Regions from separate parts of the Rattus norvegicus genome. Here region 1 is linked to region 2. Evidence: chromatin contacts called from public Hi-C data. All regions are on one chromosome and are shown on one strand. The core of a region is the stretch at or near the end of the contact, and the rest is flanking DNA. Distances in the headings are between cores, read along the strand shown.

The links. A called contact is a pair of places that touch in the nucleus more often than the background predicts.
Region 1: a contact with region 2 is called in a Hi-C map of the A7r5 cell line, with 1.8 times the contacts expected there. The contact joins two enhancer-like sites.

Annotation. Positions count from the first base shown.
Region 1 is chr18:25,240,917-25,245,299 of GRCr8, reverse strand. No RefSeq gene overlaps it. Among named protein-coding and RNA genes, the nearest start is that of Nrep, 77 kb to the left of the region's middle. Within about 2 kb of position 1,814, at least 40 of the 93 cell types and tissues checked have an H3K27ac peak or open chromatin away from gene starts, as enhancers often do. A contact at or near this core is called in the A7r5 cell line, where this site is marked.
Region 2 is chr18:25,158,124-25,162,552 of GRCr8, reverse strand. No RefSeq gene overlaps it. Among named protein-coding and RNA genes, the nearest start is that of Stard4, 56 kb to the right of the region's middle. Within about 2 kb of position 3,017, at least 21 of the 93 cell types and tissues checked have an H3K27ac peak or open chromatin away from gene starts, as enhancers often do. A contact at or near this core is called in the A7r5 cell line, where this site is marked.

The DNA.
Region 1 (4,383 bases), core at 565-3,064, 84 kb before region 2:
ACTTCTGACCTCCACAGACACGCACACACATATGTGCTTACACAAACACAGTTACACCATTGCACAGAGATTTGGAGAAGGAGGGGAAGGACACTCAACATTAGGTTCCACCCACTGGGATGGCTCTATAGCCACTTTCTCTCTTGATGCTCACTCACAATTTTTACCCTGAAACTATTTCTTCTTCTCAAAAATAATATCAATCCTAATAACACGTACAACTCACATTTGGCCAAGACTTCCTAATATTAGCCAAGGACCTATCAACTCATTATCTTAATGCACCTTTTATATAGTTCTTGGCAAATTTGAAAGCTCAAGGTAAGAATTTTTTAAATTAAAATAAACCTCCATATGACCGGAAACATAGCCAAGAAGGTAAAAGTGCTTGCCACATAAGCAGGAGGACTTGAGTTCAAATCCCAGTACCCAGGTGAATAACCAGACAAGGGCCACATGTGTGCCTGCCTGTACCTCTGCCTCAGTCCTGCAACACCACAATCCCTCCTGGGGGGCCTTGACGGTCCAGTTCAGATAGCTTCAGGCTCAGTGAATCAAGTGGAGATTGAAAAAGTTGGACAGCAGACATCCTCTTTGGCCTTTGTATACACATATACAAATATAAGGCAACCAACCACATAACAAAAACTTGCTGAATTATTAAATGTAATACGTTTGTTTGAGAGGAAACACCTGAAAAGGCAGCCTGCGCCCACAATCCAGAACCAAGGCTCATGAGTCTGACAGTCTCCGTGCTTTCAGAAACCTTGTTAATGCTTCCAGGAATGATGATGGTGGTAGGACCCTGCTCCCTAATAGTCACCAACAAGGGGTCACAGTAATCAGTGCTCCACCAGGGCAGGAGGGTAGAGGAAGCTCCTTCCCATCTGGTGTGAGCTCAGAGATGCCTGTCAGTTGTCAACTGTCCGGCCTTGCTCAGGGAAGCTTCAGCTCTTTGGTAAAGCTCTCAAACCCCTGCCCATCCTGTTGCACGGTATCTGGGATGTTGGAGAGAAGATGGGCTGTCCTCTATGTCTCCTTAGAGGGATAAAAGTATAGTTCGTCAGCTGTACCGTGAGGGTTGTAGGGATTGGCTTGGAGCCTCGTTTGCACGGTATCCGTAGCATTTTTCCATTGGAATGTGTTTAAGCCATTGCTCACAACTGATGTGGGGCTCTGGCATGGAGACTGCCAGGGCAAAAGTATTTTTAAGATAACCCTTGCTGTTGGCTAGTTTTCAGTCCCTCTGAAAAGTAAAACTTTATAGCAGAAAACACAATGTCCCTGCAGAAAGAGAAAAAGCGTTACAGCTACAGCCTGTCCGGAAGCAGCAGGGCAGATAAAGTCCACGAACCGTGGCTCTTACATCAGCCCTTCGCCTGGAGCTGCCTCCCTAGAGACAAGCAGCAGCAAACTCAGCTTGCTTTCTTTGTCTTGATTGAATTAGAAGAAAGTCAAGGAAGTCTGTATGATTCTAAGTTGGGGAAACGCAAGCCGCTTTTAAAAGCTTGAAAGCTTGCAACATCAAACTTTCCCATTGGAACTCGGCCAAGCTGGGACAGCTTTGGCGCCCTTGCTGGAAGAGGCAGGAGGGTGGGAGTGTAAACGAAGACAGATGAAGGAAGATCTAGTCAGTATTGCTGCTCCAAGCCCTGGCGTGAGAGACACACAGGTAGCCGGAGGCCACTTGTTGCTGATAACAGTCTTTGAAAACTGATGGCAAAACCGAAAAATCAAGCAATTCTCTGCTTAGGAGTCAAAGAGGCAGGCGGGGCACTTAGTGGAAAGTCAAGGCTGCCTAGAGGCGGGCCAAATAACTACAGGCTGGAAAAATACAGTGTGAGGGGAAAATGTGGGCTAGGCAGATTCCTCAGTGGGGCTCTGGGCTGTTTGCTTTGGCATCCTGTCAATTTCATTACTGTTGCCTGTTTGAATTTGGCCATCTCGTGCTTTAAATAAATGCACTCCATATTTTTACAATCCTGGAGTGGAGGGAACCTTCTAAGTTTAACAGGAGGCCCACGGACTGTGTGGGGAACCATGTCAGATTGGGAAGTTCAAACTTCTATTTGGCAAAAATCAGCTTATATAAAAAAGAGGAAAAAAGAGAGAGAAAGAAAAGCCAAACAAGGACTGTGGGAAAATATTTGTAATAAGCACAAAAAACCAAGTCAAGATCCATACTGGTTAAAAATGTACCCATAAAATAAGATAAAGAAAACGAAAACAAGGGAGGTCACAGGGTTAAAATTAACAAACAGTACCAAGGGACAGTTTAGAGAAGAACACTTAAAAGGATTGACAAAACTTAAAATGCTCAAAATTGTTTGCAATAATTATAAATCAAATTGGTGCATCTGTGCTTTTAAAGTGGCAAAATTTAATAAGATTTTGGATGACATTTAACATTAATAAATAAAATCTCTCTTTTCTCTCATACACATACACATGTTCACACACACACTCACACACACACATTCACACACTCACACAAACACACACTCTCTCACACACACACTCACACACACATTCACACACTCACACAAACACACACTCTCTCACACACACATGTTCACACACACTAACACACACATTCACACACACACACACTCACACACATATTCACACACATTCACACACACACACACACACACACACACACACACACACACACACACACACCATCACAGGATCACAAGATCACAGGATCAGGAAAGATGTTTGCTATGTAGCCTAGACTGGCCTCAAAGTCACAATCTATGTGCTGTTGTCACTAAATGTGGGGATTCTAAGTGTGTGTGCCCACAACCAGGATGAAAAGCAAATCCATGTTTGAGAGTCGATGCTCAGACTGCAGGAAAGTAAATTGCAGTGCCATTTTTGAAAGGCAGCACAGTAGCATTTTTCATATTCTAAATAAAGACAGCATGCCATCCAGATCCCCCCTTCCCCCAGGATTCTGGGGTTTACTTTCTTTCTTTCAGTGCACTCATTTATCTTTGTTGTTTATAGCTCACTTGTTTCCTAAGTGTTTTTATGTTTTTTACAGTCATGGGTACGTACCAAGCAAGAGTATAAAGTTAGGAGCACAGAATAATGCATTTGAAAACAAAGAAGGAGACAGAGGCACGGAGAAGAGTAACACCGAAATGTGAGCATTGAGAAGAAGTATGGACGTTAGACCCAAGCCAGGCTGTCAGCAAAGCAAAGGAGTGCAAGAGCTCATTTCAGCTACGAGGATCTGGTGGTTATAGCGGCTCGCAAAGTTCACTGTACAGTTAAACTACACTTATGGGGGCTTCCCGGGCCTTAGCCTCGTTGTGGCTATCCAGCAGAAGGGAGAGACTCTTCCTTCTGTGCTACGAAGCCATGAGACTTCTGTTAGAGCACCCTGCACACTCACTTCCTCTGGGCTGCAAAGGGAAAAGGGTTTTCTTGCAAAGCTGGGCTGGCCGCTGCTACTTCTGTGTGCCTGAGGAAGGATGACACAAAGCAAGAGAAGCTCGCCCTATTCCTCTTCCCTCAGTGTATGGATTGTGAGAAACCAAAAGATACTGTGTTACAAAACTCAGTGACTCTAGTGGGAAGAAGATACATGTGTGTCATTGTGTTTTTCTTTACTGAAGGGATCCCGGAATACTATCAACAAATGAGCAAATAATTTATGATGCCAAGGAATGAGCTATACTGACATAACTATAGGACATAGAAAAATATCTACAAAACAGATTTACATGAGCAGTCACATACACACACTTCTGTAGACATCAAAATAGATAAACATGTGCTTAGAATATATTCGTACACATACTCTATGTATTATTTTATATGCAATGTGTTTTAAAATTTATTTTTATGAAATTAAATCACATATGCATTTATTTATACTTGTATATACATTAAAGGGATGTGGGAAGAAAACATAAGCGCACAACAACATGAGAAAATTTGGCTAACTGTACATGAATAAAACTCTTGACGTACAGAAATTTTTATCTGATTTTTGTTATCTTTCTGTGTCTGAATTCATTCTAGTTTACTCTTACATCAAAGTCATATGATAAAATGTTCAGGAGTGGATGCATGCATATGCTCCCATGACTCTTGTAGTGCACACATATGCTCCCATGACTCTTCTAATGCACACATATGTTCTTAGGACTATTGTTGTAATGCACATTCATGTTCCTATAACTCTTGTTGGAAGTACAAAAACAATTGTAGCACAAGAGAAGAAAACCTCTTGTCATTTTGAGATGACTGGTTGATGGTGCGTGGTAATTCTAGAAACAACTCTGGGCTAAGAGCATAAGCATTTGGGCTTTCACCACCAAGTATTCCAGCAGAACCTAGGAGCCAAGCATTTGCCTTAGGGCCACCCCA
Region 2 (4,429 bases), core at 1,768-4,267:
ATGCAGATCCCTAGCAAAAGACTGAATCATTTTGTGACCTCCCTTCAATGTGTAAGGTCTTGGGAACCAGGACCATCCTTACACCTTCATTATCTATCACAATGCCTGCTATGTATCAGGATACAAACAGATTTGTTGATATGGCTGAACAAGGCCAGCTCATTACTCATTTCATAGTGAACCTGACAGAGAAGTGAAGGCAGCAGCACTTATTCAGGCAGAGGTCTGTCTCATGGCATTCAGAGGTCTGTCTCATGGCATTCAGAGGTCTGTCTCATGGCATTCAGAGGTCTGTTTGTCTCATGGCATTCAGAGGTCTGTCTCATGGCATTCAGAGGTCTGTCTCATGGCATTCAGAGGTCTGTCTGTCTCATGGCATTCAGAGGTCTGTCTCATGGCATTCAGAGGTCTGTCTCATGGCATTCAGAGGTCTGTCTCATGGCATTCAGAGGTCTGTCTCATGGCATTCAGAGGTCTGTCTCATGGCATTCAGAGGTCTGTCTGTCTCATGGCATTCAGAGGTCTGTCTCATGGCATTCAGAGGTCTGTCTCATGGCATTCAGAGGTCTGTCTGTCTCATGGCATTCAGAGGTCTGTCTGTCTCATGGCATTCAGAGGTCTTTCTCATGGCATTCAGAGGTCTGTCTGTCTCATGGCATTCAGAGGTCTGTCTCATGGCATTCAGAGGTCTGTCTGTCTCATGGCATTCAGAGGTCTGTCTGTCTCATGGCATTCAGAGGTCTGTCTGTCTCATGGCATTCAGAGGTCTGTCTCATGGCATTCAGAGGTCTGTCTGTCTCATGGCATTCAGAGGTCTGTCTCATGGCATTCAGAGGTCTGTCTGTCTCATGGCATTCCACTGAAGTCTTCCAGGTGTAAATGAGATCACAAAAGGAGGATCCTCACTTTAGGGGCTCAATATGTCCCAGTCATCATTTAATGGTTAAAAAATTACATGCACATTGAAAACACAGCGAGAGAGAGGGAGAGGGAGAGGGAGAGGGAGAGGGAGAGGGGGAGGAGGAGGGAGAGAGAGAGAGAGAGAGAGAGAGAGAGAGAGAGAATGAATAGCTCAGTGAATGTTGTGTTAATTTATTACAGAACAATGTTTCCTCTTCTGTGAAATAAAGATACCAAGGATACCAAAAAATCTTAATAATTCACTGACTGTCACACTCATGAGTGCTTTCTAGTGCAACCAAAGGACAAATTATAATGAGATGATTTATGAGTGACAAAATGCTCACCTGTCATCAGCATGTCTAGCTTTTCTCTTACTGGAAACTCTGCTCCACATTCCCCATTACCTGTCTCCCTCAGTAGAATTCCAAGTACCTTTTCATAACCTCCCATCTCCCTGGAAATGGTCCTGCTGGCCACATCGAGACAATAGCTTCCTTATTTGTATAATGCCTCTTCTCCCTCTGACAACCATATCTCCCTATTTGTTCCTTAGTGAGATAAGCTCAGAACGTCACTGATCCAGAAGTAGGGCTTTAGGACTGTTTCCCACAGTCTGCCAGTATCCTTATGAATAACTATGTTGCCCGTGTCTTGTAGTTTAGATTAAGCACATCAATACCTATGTGATCTTTACTCTGAGGGTTCCAGTGCCTCTGTTGTGACTATCTTTACTGGTATCTGTATTTGATGGTGAGCTAGTGTGGTATATCTCTAAGAGAGTAAAGAGGACCACACTGGTTCTGGGCTCATAATCTCTCGAAGCTGCTGGTTATCTCTTTTGGATGGCTGTATTGAACTAGAACAAGGTCTTACTATATACTCAACATTTAATTTCTGCCCTTCTGAGGTTGGGGATTTGGCTCAGTGGTAGAGCGCTTGCCTAGCAAGTGCAAGGCCCTGGGTTCAGTTCTCAGCTCCGGAAAAAAAAAAAAGAAAAGAAAAAAATTTCTGCCCTTCCTTCCTAAAATGCCAAGTACAAAGCTCTTTCTAAAGCATCCAAACTCCATTACCAACAATGTGTCTGCCACATAAAATTTAGGTCTAGGGACACATGATCCATCCCCTGTTGTTTGATGTTCCTTTACATGGGGTGATTTTTTTTTCTTCAGCTCACTTTGGAGTTGACAAACAGCTTTCTTATTTGTATAATGCCCCCCTTTGCCTGATAATCATATCTTAGTATTTGTTTTTTAGTAGATTCAATCATAATTTGTGCAAAATAAAAACTTGATTATTCCCAGGAGATTCTATCTACCTATCTATCTATCTATCTATCTATCTATCTATCTATCTATCTGTCATCTATCATCTATCTATCATCTGTCTGTATGTGTCTATGTCTATCTCTCTGTCTCTGTCACTATCATCACCTATATCAATCATAATACCATTTCTATCTCTCTTGATATCATATATGGTCACACATTATAATATCAGAGCTTTGGTGTGTACCTCTGCTGAGGCAGGACGCAATAATTCATGCTGTTGATAATCAATGGATCTCGGTGACGACTTGTTCACTGGTGGGAATTTAAACATTTTAGAAAATAAGGAAAAGGGTTGGGGATTTAGCTCAGTGGTAGAGCGCTTGCCTAGCAAGCGCAAGGCCCTGGGTTCGGTCCCCAGTTCCGGAAAAAAAAAAAGAAAAAAAAAGAAAAGAAGGAAAAACAAAAGTAGCGTGTCCTGTGGTATTAAGTGCATGAAAGCTACAGGACTGTAAATGAGGTAGGACCTTCATGTTTCCACTGTGAGACATTCCCAGGAGGAACCCAGAAGGGCAGGAGTTCTGTTTCCTGGCTGCTCTGAAGTCAAGTACAGAGTCACAGTCAAATGTCTCACATTCTTTATCTACAGAAAAAAAAATACTCATTGGTATTATTTTATAAGACACCTTGGAGGTCGGGTCCCAGGCTTCCACAGTTGTTTTCAGTGACCCAGGCACAGGACAGGACATTTCACGGAAGTTCTTGAATCCTAGTGCAAGGCTATACAGGGTGAGTCACAAGTGGGGGTGGGGGGAGCTGAGGAAAACCAGATGCTTGGGAAAGAAGTGACAGGAGCCGTTTGAAATACTGTACGGTCTAGACTGAATGCTTCATTGGTCTGGAGATAAACAAAGTAGGCCAAGGGTGAAACCTATGAGCTCAGTCAGCTTTACCCAGGAGAATTCCAGCTCCTATCTTCAGGAAACAGCTAAGGCAAGTTTATGCTACCCTGGACAAAGTTGGCACACGTTACTCTGTCTTAGACCCTGGTCAGCGTATTTGATTTTTACAGTACAGCACCCCCACAGCACAAGCATTTTCCCATATTCGGGCAATTAATCTAGGGACATGAAGACACTCATTTCCTCCCTAGAGAAGGCTCATGGGTACCTGTCACTGCTGAGGAAGGATATATGCTCTGGCTCTCTGGCTTAGCTGTTTACTCTCCTCACATGTTGTCTGGAGCAGATTAATATTTTCAGCACATTTACCAAGAATAGATTTGCAAAGTTTAAGGGAGGTCTGGCTGGATAGAAGAGAAGTGTTAGCTCAAAACTTCAGGTGCTGAATGCAGATTGCATGTGTCTGTGCATGTGTGCACGCACGCGTGTGCGTGTGAATGTTTTCATTCTCCGAGCGTGGAAGTTGGTACAGCTCTTTCAGTTGACAGACAAGACCAACACTGGCAAACTAGTGCTTGCAAAACCGTCTTAGTGCTGTTATTTTCCCATCAAATGACTTGAATCCATCCAGCCTGGATGCTACTATGGCTGGCTTCACCAACCTGTGCGTAAAATGTTGCCAGAGCAATGTCCCCGACTTCCAGGGTAACTTCCCATGTTGGCTCTGTTTCCGGTCATCTGATTCAGACCCTTATTTGATGCTTTGGCTCCTGTCCCATTCAGTCCAACCAGCTTGACTAACTTTCTGATTTATTATTGTTTGGAGGTTAACTGGATTTTTAATTAGCATTCTCTTTGTTGATTGTCCTCTACCCTGTTGACATCCTCCTGGGACCCTGGTCTACAGCTGCATGTTCCTCCCCAGGAATTCCTCAGTGGAGCATGAACTAACTAACACTATGGCGCTGCTTTCCACATGACTTCGCCTGGAAAGGCTGTTAAGCAGTTCTGTAGGAACAAGAGAATAGTCAGGTCTAGTTTAAAGGTGTGTGTGTGTGTGTGTGTGTGTGTGTGTGTGTGTGTGTGTGCACGCTCAGTGCATAGACTGTAATAATGCGTACATAATGCGTACTCTAATTATTGACCAGTTAAATTTAAATTAATGTTGAAATTAACCAAGGCTGGAGGAACACATACAATTAAAGTCAGAGATGGCGTCTATAATTTTCCTTGTAAACAAATGAATGTTTGACTTCTTGAAAAAAATTCCAGTTAGAGGCCCAAAACTTCTAAATGAAATTCAAAATTAAGCTGCCAATCTATGAACACAATGGCAGCACACAGAAGTAATAAAAATGA